2 separate regions of the Gasterosteus aculeatus genome follow, and region 2 is linked to region 1. Evidence: chromatin contacts called from public Hi-C data. All regions are on one chromosome and are shown on one strand. Each heading gives the region's core, a stretch centred on a gene start, on an enhancer-like site or on the middle of the called end of the contact. The rest is flanking DNA. Distances are from core to core; before and after follow the strand shown.

The links. Hi-C and Micro-C count contacts between places; a contact is called where the count stands out from the background.
Region 2: a Hi-C map of skeletal muscle shows a contact between it and region 1, with 2.6 times the contacts expected there. The contact joins the promoter of LOC120834441 here to the enhancer-like site in region 1. A contact is called at or near these places in 5 of 6 Hi-C or Micro-C datasets (blood and trunk muscle, skeletal muscle, tail fin and 1 more).

Annotation. Positions count from the first base shown.
Region 1 is chr16:9,162,088-9,169,034 of fGasAcu3.hap1.1, reverse strand. It overlaps igsf3 (immunoglobulin superfamily, member 3), which reads left to right. Exons shown (of 9, transcript XM_040202437.2): 7 at 1,420-1,830; 8 at 3,566-4,021; 9 at 4,566-6,947. The coding sequence ends at 4,816. Among protein-coding and RNA genes, the nearest start is that of rpe, 12 kb to the right of the region's middle. Within about 2 kb of position 4,729, at least 6 of the 9 cell types and tissues checked have open chromatin away from gene starts, as enhancers often do.
Region 2 is chr16:9,238,806-9,245,637 of fGasAcu3.hap1.1, reverse strand. It overlaps LOC120834441 (immunoglobulin superfamily member 3), which reads left to right and starts at 3,967. Exons shown (of 9, transcript XM_040202429.2): 1 at 3,967-4,161; 2 at 4,866-5,237; 3 at 5,371-5,787; 4 at 5,955-6,359; 5 at 6,473-6,832. The coding sequence starts at 4,095. It overlaps klhl6 (kelch-like family member 6), which reads right to left and starts at 2,893. Exons shown (of 7, transcript XM_040202438.2): 1 at 2,449-2,893; 2 at 2,206-2,371; 3 at 864-1,313; 4 at 403-640; 5 at 1. The coding sequence starts at 2,705.

The sequences.
Region 1 (6,947 bases), core at 3,480-5,979:
TTAATCAATGGGAAAACCTTTTACGCATTTACGTATTCCTGATCGAAGCTGAAATACCCTTTGAAATTAGTCAGACAACCTAAGCAACGGGATTTTGTTCCTCCAAACAATACTTTTTTTTTTCTTTTTCTGCGATGCCTTACATCGAGCAACGTTAAGCCAATGTTTCATTCATTCGGCGAGAGAAGCCAACATTGTCTAAACACAAACAGGAAACAGCAATGCTGTCAAATTCAAATACATTCACATTTTACTGTATTTCATCACAATTCAAAGTTGGATAAAAGAATACACGATTGAGTGAATCAGAGTAAATTCATGAGGAAGCTTTTGGTGAAAGCTTTTGGGACTTGAAATATCCCAAGTATGTTTATACTGATTTATATAACATTAATTGTATCATATGCTGCATTTGATGAGTTTCCTGTGCAAAGGTAGAAGAAAACAGTTAATAGGTTGCTCTGCATATGTTTTTGGGGAAATGTGTGTTTTATTTCAGCAATCGGGGCCGACATAAATTAGGTATTGTAAGTCTCATTTTTAAAGAATGACAATCTGCATTGACCATCAATTAAGGGAATTTGATTCCCCAAATGTACATCAGCCAACAGACTGCCGGTGTGCAAATACTACAAATCAAAACGTGCTGTCAGATATGCAAGTGAATACACAAGTTTATAGTTGTTTGAAAGAAATCCTATCTGTTCATGTAAAACCATATATCATTCTCTCGTTTGAGGATTGTACAATATGTTTTTTTCTTCTTCTTTTTTTGCGGCTGTGTGTGTGTTTTCTACCCTCTGTGTGCCGAGCTAATCCTCCTCCCAACCATTTGACGGCGAGGCCCCCGTCCGCGGTCACACCCGATGTACCTGCAGCTAATCCTATCCCACAACCGATGTCGCTGTAACCAATCCCGTCACAGCACTCGGGGCAACCTCAGCTTCTGCCCGACATCTCAGTCACAGCATCTCCTCCCGCTCCTATCTGCTCTCCTCCCGTCCTTGCATGACTTCATATGAATGGGTTCCTTCTGATTCTGGCAGACTATCACACCTCCTGCACTTTTCTTTCTGGTATCTTACTTAATAATATCCACAGCCGAACATTACAATCCACCCCCCCCCCGCCTCCTTCACACTTGTTTTCTCAGCTATTCAGCATCATAGCTTTCATTTCGCCTTTGATACCCACATAACTACCATCCAGCTTTGATTTACTCAACATTTCCTCCCCCTTTCCCCTCCTATTTCCTTTTTTCTCCCCCGCACCACTATCTTTTTCCTGCCCCGCTGTGAGCAGGAATAAACCCGTCGTCACAAAATAAGAAATTGCATTGTGTACCTGTTCCCATTGCTCACATTATCCTGCCTCCATAGGAATGACCGTCTGCTTCCTCCGTCTCTTAATTCTTCGCAGAGAGCAAGCTGCGGGTGCAAAAGACCAACCAGTCTCAGGTGCACCTGGAGGACAGTCGCGTCCGGATCAATTGCTCCATCAGCTCCCAGACCAGCCAGGACTCCCAGCACGCCGTGATGTGGTACGTGAGGCGCGCGGCCGGGTCGGAGGCGGACGAGCTCCTGCTGAGGATTGAGCGCTCGGGGGCCTTTGAGTACGGCGCTTACGCGGAGGAGGAGCGACTGCGGCGGCGAGTCCAGGCCGAGAGGACGTCCGCCCGCCTCTACGTGCTGACGTTAAACAGGGCGGAGAGCAGCGATTCCGGGACGTACTACTGCCTGGTGGAGGAGTGGCTGAGCGACCCGGACGGGGCCTGGTATCGACTCTCCCGGGAGTCCTCCGGGTACACGCAGGTTACGGTCACGCAGCCCGGTGAGCAAGCTTCACAACTCTGAATGTTTATTCGTTCCGTCTTCGGGGAAGCAGCAGCAGCAGCTTCCCCCTGAGCCCCACATTCTAAAGTCTTGCTTTAGATCAGCGAGACGTTGTCAACTAATCCCGCCCCCCTCCAAATTGCTTAGCTCTCACAGTCCCCAGATGTGCTCCTCAAGGCCGACTCGCTTTGTCCTGGGCAGAACTCGGGTGGCAAAAAGTCACGCCAGTTCATATGCCTCGTCAAAGAACGGAGGCTGACTCGGGCGGAGAACCTAATCCTCTTGTGTACTCAAAAAAGGTTCAGAGCGCTCAAAGGCATGATCTACTTACTGCCACACAAACCCTGATGTCTGACCTCATGACAATGGTCTTAAGCACACGCCTGCTGAGTTTCCCCACAGCACATATTATCTGATATTAATAATTTAAAAAACTACGACCCAACAAGCCCAAATGTAGGTAGATATACGTCTATTCCACAGCTACGGCTGCGTTATCACATCGGCTGTGAGAGCATCGATCATCCGTTTCAGGTGTCGTGTTTCCGATGCAGAGTGAAATCTCTGTTCGGGCATCTGTCCAACTAGTGTGAGGAGCAAAACATCTGCTCACAAGCCAGCAGGGCGAGGAAAAGGCCAGCGTTTTGCGCAGACGATGAAGCTGTCACTGCTTGAACAATGAACGGAGCTACAGCACCAATACGAATGCATAGATTTGGAAATATGTGCACCGTATATTAGACATTTCTCTGTGAGACTCTGCTTGTTTAATTTCACATCAAAAGTTAACATGTGCTTTTTTTTGTTTTTTTGTGGAAGCTCACCAGGGGTCTGGGTTAATATTTATCACTTGTACAGTATACATGCAGGTTTCCACTTTTAATGATGCATAAATATCACAGCTATTTATAAAGGTGCAAAAAAATGCATTCAGCCTGGAAGCTGTCCAGAAATCTGCCTGTTGGGAGGAGTGATGGGCAGAGATCTCTGCCAGCCCTCCTGCTGTCCTTTCTGAGGAGGATCATTCCAAACTGTGTGCTTGTCAGCATTCCAGGCAAAGCCAGGTCTTCACTGCCATTTTTTTTCATTTTCTTTTTTACCGCATTAGAACTGGGGCATTGTGCCCTAAAGGGTTGTAGCATGCCCGTGCAGACGGACAGGCAGGCAGACAGACAGACTGGCCTCAGGGTAGGGTCTAACCTTGGAAGCTGAAAAACTGTCGATATCTGTGGGAATCAGTGTGTGATTTATTTATTTGTGTCCCCTGTTTACATGTTTTGGCGGTTTGGTGTCTCTGTTTGCTGAAGCGCTTTCCGCTTGTTTGTGTTGGTGAAGTTTAAAGTGAAAGTGCCTGCTGCAATTCCCCAGAGCCCGAGATGACCCCTTTAAACCACTTGTTCTGTCTGATCAACGGTCCAAAACACAGAGACGTTCACGAGCGGTTCATTACAAACAGGAAAACTTCCAACTGGAGAAGTTCGACCTGTTAAATGTTTGGCATTTGCCATAATTAGTATTAAATTAATTGCTCATCAAAATAGATGCCGCGGAATTTTTAATTGTCTCCCTAATCCGTTAATCAACCACCCGTCTTAGCTCACAAAAGGTCTCAATTAATGTAAATTAGACTGGACGTTGGGATTTGGTGCGATACTGCTGGACCACCTACAAATACTAAACACAACCCCCCCCTCCCTCACATCCCCCTCCCCTTTTGTTTCTCCGTCTTGCAGAGATTCGACTACAGGTGCAGGAATCGGAGTCAAACATGACCGTGGAAGAGTCTTCCTCCATCCGGCTGGGCTGCAGCATTCCCTCCCAGTCGTCCCGAGACTCCCGCTTCTCCGTGTCCTGGTACGTGGAGCGCTCCGACGAGGAGGAGGAGGAGGAGGAGGAGGATGGGGAACGGCCCGGCGACGAAGAGAGGGAGTGCGTGTTCTCCATCGGCCACGATGCCGTGTTCGGAAACGGAAACTGCAGCCCCAGGGAGGAGCCGGGGCCAAACTCCCGCCTGCAGTTCGAAAGGATGACCTCCGACCAGTACAGCCTGACCATCCAAGGGGCCCGGCCGACGGACGCGGGCCGATACTACTGCCATGTAGAGGAGTGGCTACTCAACCCCCGCAAGGCATGGTACCGCCTTGCCACCAACAACTCCGGCTTCACCATCGTCAATGTAATTCAACAAGGTAAGTCCTTGACTGGCCAAATCCTTAAAGCTCGTCTGAGTGCAGGAGAGAAATGAACAGTGTCTTTCTAATATTGAACAGGCCATTTAAGAGCGGGGAGCTTCAAAGACAGCACGAGATGTAATTAACTGCTGCGTCTTTGGATGTTTTGTCTGTTATTGTCATACTGCTCAATCCTAATGGGTCCTCTGCGTTGCGGTGTACATAACTAGAGAATATTATGGGCTAATTAGGGAGCTCTCAGGTACTCTGAGTCATCTTCAGATGATATGACTTCCCCACTTGCAGCATGTGTTTTAAAAGCCGAGCCAGAGATGACTAGGTACTGTTAAGCATTGAAGCCGAGTGAATAATGGCGTCAGAAGTAGCGCTCTGATCCAAAGATGCCCAACAGATTCCTTCACCGGTGTCCGTAGGATGTGAAAGACGTGCGTTCCGCGTGTTCAATGAGTCGGGAAAAAATGAATACACAAATTCTTTAGTTTGCCAAGTACCTCTTTTGCATCCGTGGAAACCCTAACCCTGGTCTTTGCTCTGCCGACAGTGTCCACCCTGCAGTCAGTGGTGTGCTCCAACGACTCCCTCTTCTACTTTGTCTTCTTCTACCCCTTCCCCATCTTCGCCATCCTCCTCATCGCCGTGCTGCTTGTGCGCTACAAGGGCCGCAACAACAGCAAGAGCCAAGAAGGCAAGAACGGCGCCCCCCTCCTGTGGATTAAAGAACCTCACCTCAGTTACTCCCCCACTTGTCTGGACCCACCCGCACTCAGCCTGCACCCCGGCTCGGTCGACTAAGGGAGCCCCCCCACCCCCCCACCCCTCCCTCCACCACCCTCACCCCCCCGCGCCTCTCGCACATCGAGGATCCAACCAACACAACGTGAGGAAGCGTATCTGGACTCCACCTTCAGACCGTACTGTCGTTCACTGATGTGTTGAATTAGTCTGTTTAAAAATCCCTACCCAGGTGGCTGTCTGTCTTACGTTGTCTGTGCGTGCGTGCGTGTGCGTGCGTGCGTGTTTGTATGTGTGCGCGTGTGTGCGTGCATGTGCGTGTACTAGAATGGGTGTGCCATGTTAGCACGATTAACTCTGCAGGTGCAAATTGAAGGACAAGCAAGTATCAGCAGCCTCTCTCGTTTTAGTTTTCTGTGAAACTCATAGCTGCGTTTTGTTTTTATTACTCTGAATAAGTGTCTATTTTTCAAGCGAGAAAGAAAACGGTGCACCGGAGGTCGTTGTCCGATCCGGGAAGAACATATAAGAGAAGGAACTCTATAATCGACTCTGGCACTGAGAGAAAAGTCTCTGCACTGATCCGGGAGCAGCCGCAGCCTGGCCCACCTCGTTGGTTGCCATGGTGATTCCCTGCGCCCACTGACTCCGTCCGTGGCCGACGACTTGGTTGCCAGCCTGCATAGAGACAAAAGCAAGGACACACACAAGTCTGTGTCCTAAGTGAGGGTGTGCGTCGGCCCACCTGCCTCCACAATGAATTTGCCTTGGCAGACAGGAACCGGTCCTCCTGCGCCACTTAAACACTGCCAGGCACTCCGGCCTTAGTGAGAGACTCTTCCTCTCTACCCTCCTCCCCCTCCCACAGGAGACGGCGATAGAAAGAGAGGGAGGGACGTCTCTGAAGGTGGGGTGTAAATGAACAGCCTGCTGGGGAAATATGTGCTTTTTATTTTATGTTGGGTTTTTTCAGTGCCAGGACCTCCTTATTTCCAATGCGCTTTCTGCAGCTGATGTGTGAAGTTTTGAAGCGAGTCGGAAAGCTGATTTTGGTTTGGAAGGAGTTTGTAAATATGTGTGCGCATCTCCCGCTGTGGGTTTATGGACCTTGAAGGCCAAAAGGCCCCATGTTGAATCAATTGAATTGTCCTGCTTGTGTTACACGAGGGGGTTGTTGACTAGAATTAAAGTTACTGCACATCTCTTTAGGTCTCCCAGTATGACCCATACGTCTGGTCCTTAAAGACATCAGAAGATGCTAGTTGTATTTTAAAAGGACTTTGATTTGTTTAGAGCCACACTGGATAGGTATATGTGTAAGTTAATGTGTAGTGAAACACTTAAAAATGTAACTTGCACATAAGACAAAATGACGACTGGGGGCAAAGATTTGACTTGACTTGTGTTTATTTTAAAGACTTTTCTATTTATTGTTTTTTTGTTGTTTTTTTAATACTTTGCCTAGCTTTGAAAACAATTCTTTATGCTTTGATATTCTCTAAGAACTCTGCTGCTTGTGTTGCCAGGCAACTGCACCAAGCAGATTATGTCAATAGCCTGTGTGTTGGCGATGTGATAGATGTAGAAATGCTAGATTTGTCCGGCGCATTGCAGTCTGTAGCATTTCATACCAGATTGTCAAGTTTGGTCAGTGTCAAAACACTGTATATCTATACCTATAATGCAAATTACTGTGGCTGTACATGTGTTACAATAGTTGAACAGACAAGTCACGAAAAACTAATTCACTTAATGCTTTTTGCTTGAGTCACGTTTATTTAGTGAAATGTGATGTAAGACCGAGGTGGGACGTTTGATGAAGGCGAACTGTTACGTTTTCTAATCACGGATTGTCGCTGACGGCGTCGGCTCCCCCGATGCGAGGCAGACGGTTTTGAAAATCTGTGCCACCTTTCCTGGAATATATGAGCCAGGAGAGGCGTGAAGTCCTCTACCCAACCCGGGCCTAACCCGTTCACTGCCAGACTGGACATAAAAGCTCTCAATGATCGTGTCGACATGTATATTGCATGACAATACTGCAGGAGGAATTTTGATGTTTTGTAAACTTTGAGCTCTTTCAGCAATGTGTATGTGTGACAAAGCCGTGCCCCCCCTCCCCCCCCCCCCCCCTCCCTCCTCCACACCGACTTCCTGAGCCAAGAGTCAACACAAAAGCCCGGTCCCTGTC
Region 2 (6,832 bases), core at 2,718-5,217, 77 kb before region 1:
CCTGCAAGCATTCAAATATATGGTCACTGAATCGTTAGTATTAGTATTCTACATTGGGCCTGACACTGTTTTATTCTGATGGAAACTCACACAAGCTACTCTGAACTTTCACAGCTTAGACGTTGCTGAACGTTTAATGTAACCACAGCTATGGTGTTAGTTCCTGACTTGGGAAACACCTAAACTTCGAAACAGCAACTGCACACACTATTCCTGCTGTTTGGTTCAGTTGCTAAGCTCTGAATTGCCTGGTTGTAAAACTAATGTTTGACTAAGATAAGCTTCTACAATCACCTGCCACGATGAACATGAATAAGGTGGAGTCATTTCACTTCCATCTGCACATCTCCTAAACATATTAATACCTCGTGGAATGAAACCTGAACGGGGAATGGGGCTCACCAGATATATAAACTTCATTGCGGAAGGTGATGCAGGCAAACTCCACCCATTTCCTGTTTTGGGATTCATCCTCCATCTCTGTGATTGGCAGGCGGGCAACCTCCAGCCTGCTGCGTCTGAGAGGGTCCAGGCAGGTGACGGTGGAGACGAAGCGCTCTTCCTTAGTGCAGCCTCCGATGATCAGGAACACCTCTGACAGAAAGTGCTGCACGCGGGGTTTTGTTCGCTCAGAGACCACCTGTGAACCCGTCGTACAAGTACGCGGCACGCACAACACATAAAACAATGAAATTGATTGTTTGTATTCACTCTACATCCCTAAAGATATGCCGAATGTTAAAGGGTAAAAGGCAACTGTTGCCACCGGTGATGTGATTTTTCCAAAATATCCTACCAGAATTTTGTTATACATATAATCTCAGATGTGATATCGCATTTGTTGGCCTTGGCTGCATACTGACCTCCCTGCCGGTGAGGTGATAGTGGCGGGCCTCTTGCAGCAGAGGAAACGCCTCGCTGCAGCGTCGAATCAACTCGTCTGACTCCACCTTTTCCACAAAGTAAGCAGGCTCCAACAGTGGCAGTCGCACAAATGAAAGTAACCTGGCCAGCGAAGGACAGCGCTCCTCCTGCCGGGCTCTGACCCAGCGCATTAGGGCTTCGAAAACGCGCTCCTCGCACTTCACATCGAGGTCGTCCCTCTGGAGGACGGCCTCCAGCGACTCCCCCGGCACCTCCAGGAAGTCCTGCTGCTGGACCACCTGGGAGAACTGGGCGGTGATGTAGTCTCGAACGCCGCTGGTCAACGCCGGCAGGGCATGGCTTTCGGCCAGATTCAGGATGCCGATGCAACTGTCCAGGTTCAGAGACTTGGTCAGGAAGCCGGCACATGCATCCACCACGCGCAGGAACTACAAGAGACGAGGCCAGCAAGATGAAAAGTGAGGAGGCCCTCGGATGACAGCCCCTTTTCTAACTCGGATTAGAAAAGGGGCTGTATAAAAAGTTGTTATTATTCTAACCTCTGTCCTAACCCCCAAAAAGTAAGAGTCCTTAAACCTCTTTTTAATAACAAAACAAGAAACTTGCCCCCCCCCTCCCCGGTGTGGTACAGCTGTGTATTTAATTTAGGACTATGTGGAGAACAGATCCCAAGCGTAAACAACAAGGCAACTTTCGCTTCCCTCTTTCACTCGTGTCTGGCTCAGTTTGATGTTTGTTCCACTGAGGGGAACAATTGTAAGATATGAAATGTAGTTCTAAACTGCCCGCAGGGTCGCCGAGCTGATATCACTGTAATAGACCCTGTCTGTCTGCATGCAGACTCTTTGTACTGCTGATACCGTCTCTTTGTGTTAAACCGCGTGCCCCTTCTAAGGGAATCAATGACACGTAGTAAGAAGATATTAGATGTATTCTATTGATGTTATGTGAGATAAACACTTCCTTGTGTTTTCACTGACATCGGAGAACCACATGATCGTGTATGAGTTCACACTTGCATAGAATTGGACGGACTTCCTCATCTGATAAAACTCTTTGACAACAAATTGGGTTGGATGTGTCAAACGCTAAAAGGGAAAGTGTTTTTTCTTTCTCTCGAGGGTATGTTGACAATCTCATCAAATGCTTTACTTTCGACAAAGATTTTGAATCTAAAGTGTACTTGATGTTAATGCTGCTATCAAGCAATAACAATCCACTTTTTGAGGCAATATTTTTCTTTTACTGGCATTCACTTTCCAATGCTGAACATTAATCTTAATCTTCTTTAACTTTTATTGATAGTAGATGTTGTTTTACCTGAAACTGACTGGCAGCCTCCAGTATTCTCTGGACATTTGAGTTTGTAAGGAGGGCTCGACTGGTGTAGGTGTACTCCAGGAGAAAGCTCATCGTGCCACTGTCCAAGCCCTTTATTTCCACATGCTTCTCACGACTCTCCCTCAGGCCGCTGCAAAACATGGCCCTGCCGGAGGAGAAAAAGGGGGTCAAAAACCAGCACTGCCAGTACAGTGTTTTGAGACAACTGTGGCTCCATCTCACCTGAAGTACTGACTGGCGGCGGCGAGTACGGCTCGATGACAAGGGAACTCATGTCCCTGAACACACAGGACCACATCGGTCAGTTCCCTGTTCACTCGTAGGGTTTCCATCCCTCTCTGCAGCTCCATGGGTAGACCTTCATCTTCCCAGCGTAACTCGCTGGAGCGCGTCGGGCTGTTTCCCTCCTCGTCTCGGCCGGGTTCCTCTGCAAGAGGCATCAAGGGCCCCTCTGTGGTCCTCTCCAAGGATTCGCCCATTTTTTACGTCAGCAAATTGGCAAGAACGGGTCTTTTAACGGCTCTTAAAAAGACCTGTGCGATTTAGCCCGTAACCGTTGTGTCACTTTGAGATGTGGGTCGGGTTTTCGCCGACACATACTTCCTGTTCCTGTTCTGCAAGGAGCAAACATATTTAGCAACGCTTGTTTCTAGACAGTTCCTGTTCTGGTGCTGAGTTAATTTCCCCTAAATAACCAGACTTCCCTCCTTTCTCTGGAACACAGACACCAGGTAGATCATTCTGTAAATAAATAGGCATAAAGCCTTGAACCTTTTGTTTTGTGTCTGTACATTTTCTTTCAACCTCCTTTCTGTTTGATTGTCTTGGTGGCTGAAGTGCTCGTGAGCAAAGCCCTTCGTCTCATCGGTTACAATCTTTTGGGATTTTGACCCTTCAGAGGGGTTTCTACTTGTGACCCACTTGCACAGTCATATAGCTTTGTAAGGCCTAGATTATGTTACACAAAGGCCAGTTCCATCACATGTATGTATTGTATTGTAGATTCCTGCTGCACAAATATTTGCACGGTTTTCTTACAAATCGGAAGGTCTTATTGGTCAGTACATAATGCATCTTTTGTTTAGGCCGAAAAGAGTATGCAGAACAAATTGATAAATCATTCTGTCCTCATTGAACTAGTTCTCTACCTGTATTTTCCTTGACGTCTCTCGTGCTGCGGACTCCTCCGTTATCAACACCGTATTTAATATTAACTCAATGAACAGACACGCAAAGCAGAGCAGTGACTCATGGACTCAGGATGGATGCTAAAATGTGAAACTACACAGCTGACATGCATGCTTTCATCTTCTCCACTAAGCGGCACTACAGCCCCACTGGGAACATACAAGCGTAATTGAGATGAGTCCAACCTTATTTGCTCTTTAAACGTTGGGCTGAAAGCCATAATCCTCCTTTTCTTTATTTGTCAGAGATGTAATTGTCATACAGAAGGCGGCATTTTTACGTTTCCGTCTAACCACACGGACCTACATGAACCCATAATGATCCACATAATAATGTGGATTTTCCAATCAACTCATCTATAACTGTAAACCCTAAACCTGACGTAAATCAATCAATCTAAGATTGATCTAAGATAGATCTAAGACCTGACGCTTTTTCTTGAACATTTGCATTTCAATGCATTTAAGCGGCAAAGCGACAATAAATCTACAAATACAATAACGCAATAACGTGTGAGGCCTGCAGGAAACATTTCAGACTTCCTCTTAGTGTACAGGAAGCCTCAACCACCGACATATCGTTGCAGGGACAGAGGCTGGTTCTCGCACACAGGGGCATATGCTGAGGGCCGCTCTCGGGTCCAATGGTGTGAACACTGTTAGTTCTGAGGCAGGTTCAGGATGAAGCGTTTCCTGCCATCCTGGGTGAGGACCCATTTACTCCTCTGTCTGGGACTACTGCGCTGCGGTAAGTAGTAACTGAATGGCTGCAATTGGATTGTGGGACTCATTTTGTTAAAACCTAAGTAAAAAAATATAAAAGAAAGGATTTTTGAAAAGGAGATTTAGTGGAGACAAGCTGGTTAGTAGTGCGCCGGGCGTAATGTCCAACTTCAACTTGCTATTTTTTAATAACAACAATTATTTACAAATAAGCATAGCCACTTTTCCATGTACATTTTAAGCAACATGTATCTATTTGTTTGTTTTTGGTAATGATGTTAGGAATTTCTGTGAATTAACTAATTTATTCCTAATTGATGATTCACTTATGTTGTTATTTTCATTTCAGAAAAAACAATTTAACTGCAAACAAATTACTAAAAAATAGATGCTTTTGACAAATAAATGCAAATGTAAAAAGTTCACATTTCATACAATTTGCAGAGCTTATTGAAGACTGTGAAGCTTTTATACTTCGCATTTACATAACATTAAAGACTGGGCACACCTTGTTGTGTAAAAGGTGCTAGTAGGAAGTCTTGAAAATAACGGTCAGTCTGACGTGATCAAATAAATATTTTCATGCGCAACAGTGCGCAGGAGTTTTTCTCTTAGCTTCCCATGTCTACAAACAGCAGATTGCAGCACCCATATGATAAAGGTCTCAATCATCAAGGTTCAATGTTCAACTGACTTCAGCATTCTTTTTTTTGTCTGTGCTTCACACAGGAGACGCCAGAGTGAACACCCAAGTTCAGGCTGGCCCTCTGTATCGCGTGGTGGGCTCTCCGCTCTCCATCTCCTGCAATGTGAGTGGTTTTTTCAGTGACACCGCTAAAAAAAACTTTCAATTCCGTTTTGTGAATCCGCCAAATCCAAATGAGATCAACATCATCAGCACGGGGGACCCGAACTTCAGCTACACCGTGTACGCAAGGCGTGTGGGGAGCAAGGAGATCACCCTGACACATGTCACTCCAAACTCAGTCTTGTTTAAGATACAAAGCCTCGGGAAAGGTGATGAGGGTGAATACCACTGTACTGTAGTCAACTCAGAAGTTGTTTATGATGGAACCTACAGCGCCGAGACAGCATTAAAAGGTAAGAAGTCACCGTTTTTGAGTTTTTGAGCTTCAAGACATACTTTTCAATGCAATTGCATCGCTGTATCTTAAGACGACAAAAATGTATGACATCGAATGTCTCTGTCTCTGTTTTGGTTGTGGTTCCACAGTGATTGACAACTCCCTCAGTGTTTCATCACCTGCCTCCACCCCACTGAGCTATAACGAGGGGGACGCTTTCACTTTGACATGCCATGCCTCCACCAACACCGTCCAGCACACCCACCTGTCTCTTGCCTGGTACCTGCGTAAAGACGACGAGGACAGCGCTCACCCCATCATCTCTCTGGACAGAGATTTCACACTAAACCCGGGCCCGAGGTTTAAAGACCGGCACCAGGCTGGAGTCATAAAGTTAGATAAATTGGGAGAGGCCACGTACAAGCTGAACATAGCTCACCTGGAGCCTTCCGACCAAGGCCGGATCTACTGCCAGGCTCAGCAGTGGATCCAAGATCCCGACCGCTCTTGGTACATTATCGCTCAAAGCGATGGGAAGGAAACTACCCTGAATGTTAAAGCCAGAGGTTGGAAACATCTTTCATATAACTGATTTGATCCATCAAACAGCACGTATTGATATGAGTCAAAGCGTTCTGCTTTGTTCTTCAAAGCTTCTCTGACAGGATTCATATGTCTCCGTGTCTCACTGTCTTGCTTCTTTTCTTTTTTTTTCTTCCCTCGCTGTGAGTAGACGTGTTGCCAGACATGTCGTCCCTGACGGTGCGTATCTCGGCACCGGCGGATACTCTGCAGGAGGGGCAGGAGCTGTCGCTGTTCTGCCACGTAAACTTCCACAACCTGCAGAAAAGGTTCTTCTCTGTAGCCTGGCTCAGGGGAAATATTGAGTTGGCCCGCGTTGGCCCGACAGGCATTCTGTCCGTCGGGCCCGAGTACAGCAGGAGAGAGGGAGATGGAGAGCTGAGGGCAGCCCGGAAGGGGGAGGGAGAGTACTGCCTCACCTTGCAGTCTGTCAGAACCGAGGACCGGGGGGAGTATGTGTGTAGAGCGAGGCTTCTGGACCGAGGCCCGGATGGGGGCTTCACTGAGCGAGCAGTCCAGCACTCCGACTCCCAGCTGGTCAGCATCTCAGCCCCAGGTGAGTCAGCAAATGTGTCCACACACACACACACACACAAACTCTTCTTACCTTTAGGAATCAGTTTAGTTTTTTATCTTATCATTAATCTGTCATGCCATGTCTCATCGCAGAAAGTGCGCTGTCAGTTAAAATGCGAAACCCTGGGAGTGTTAACGAAGGCTACCGGCTGGAGCTCAGCTGTGAAGTGCTCGGGGTCAAAGGTCAGCTGTCTGTCACCTGGCAACGCAGATCAACAACCACGGCCGTCTTTGCCAGTGTCATCAGTCTAAGTCAGGCGGGTGTTGCGGAGAAGGCGGAGGAGTTCAAGAGCCGCAAAGTCAGCGCGACGCGTCCTGCCACCAACACCTTCACCTTGGAGCTTGATGAAGTCAGGCCTTCAGATTCAGGGGTCTACCAGTGTGCTGTGACTGAATGGAACATCAATACCAAGACCCAGAGCCAGTCTCAGAGTGCCACTGTGACTGTGACTC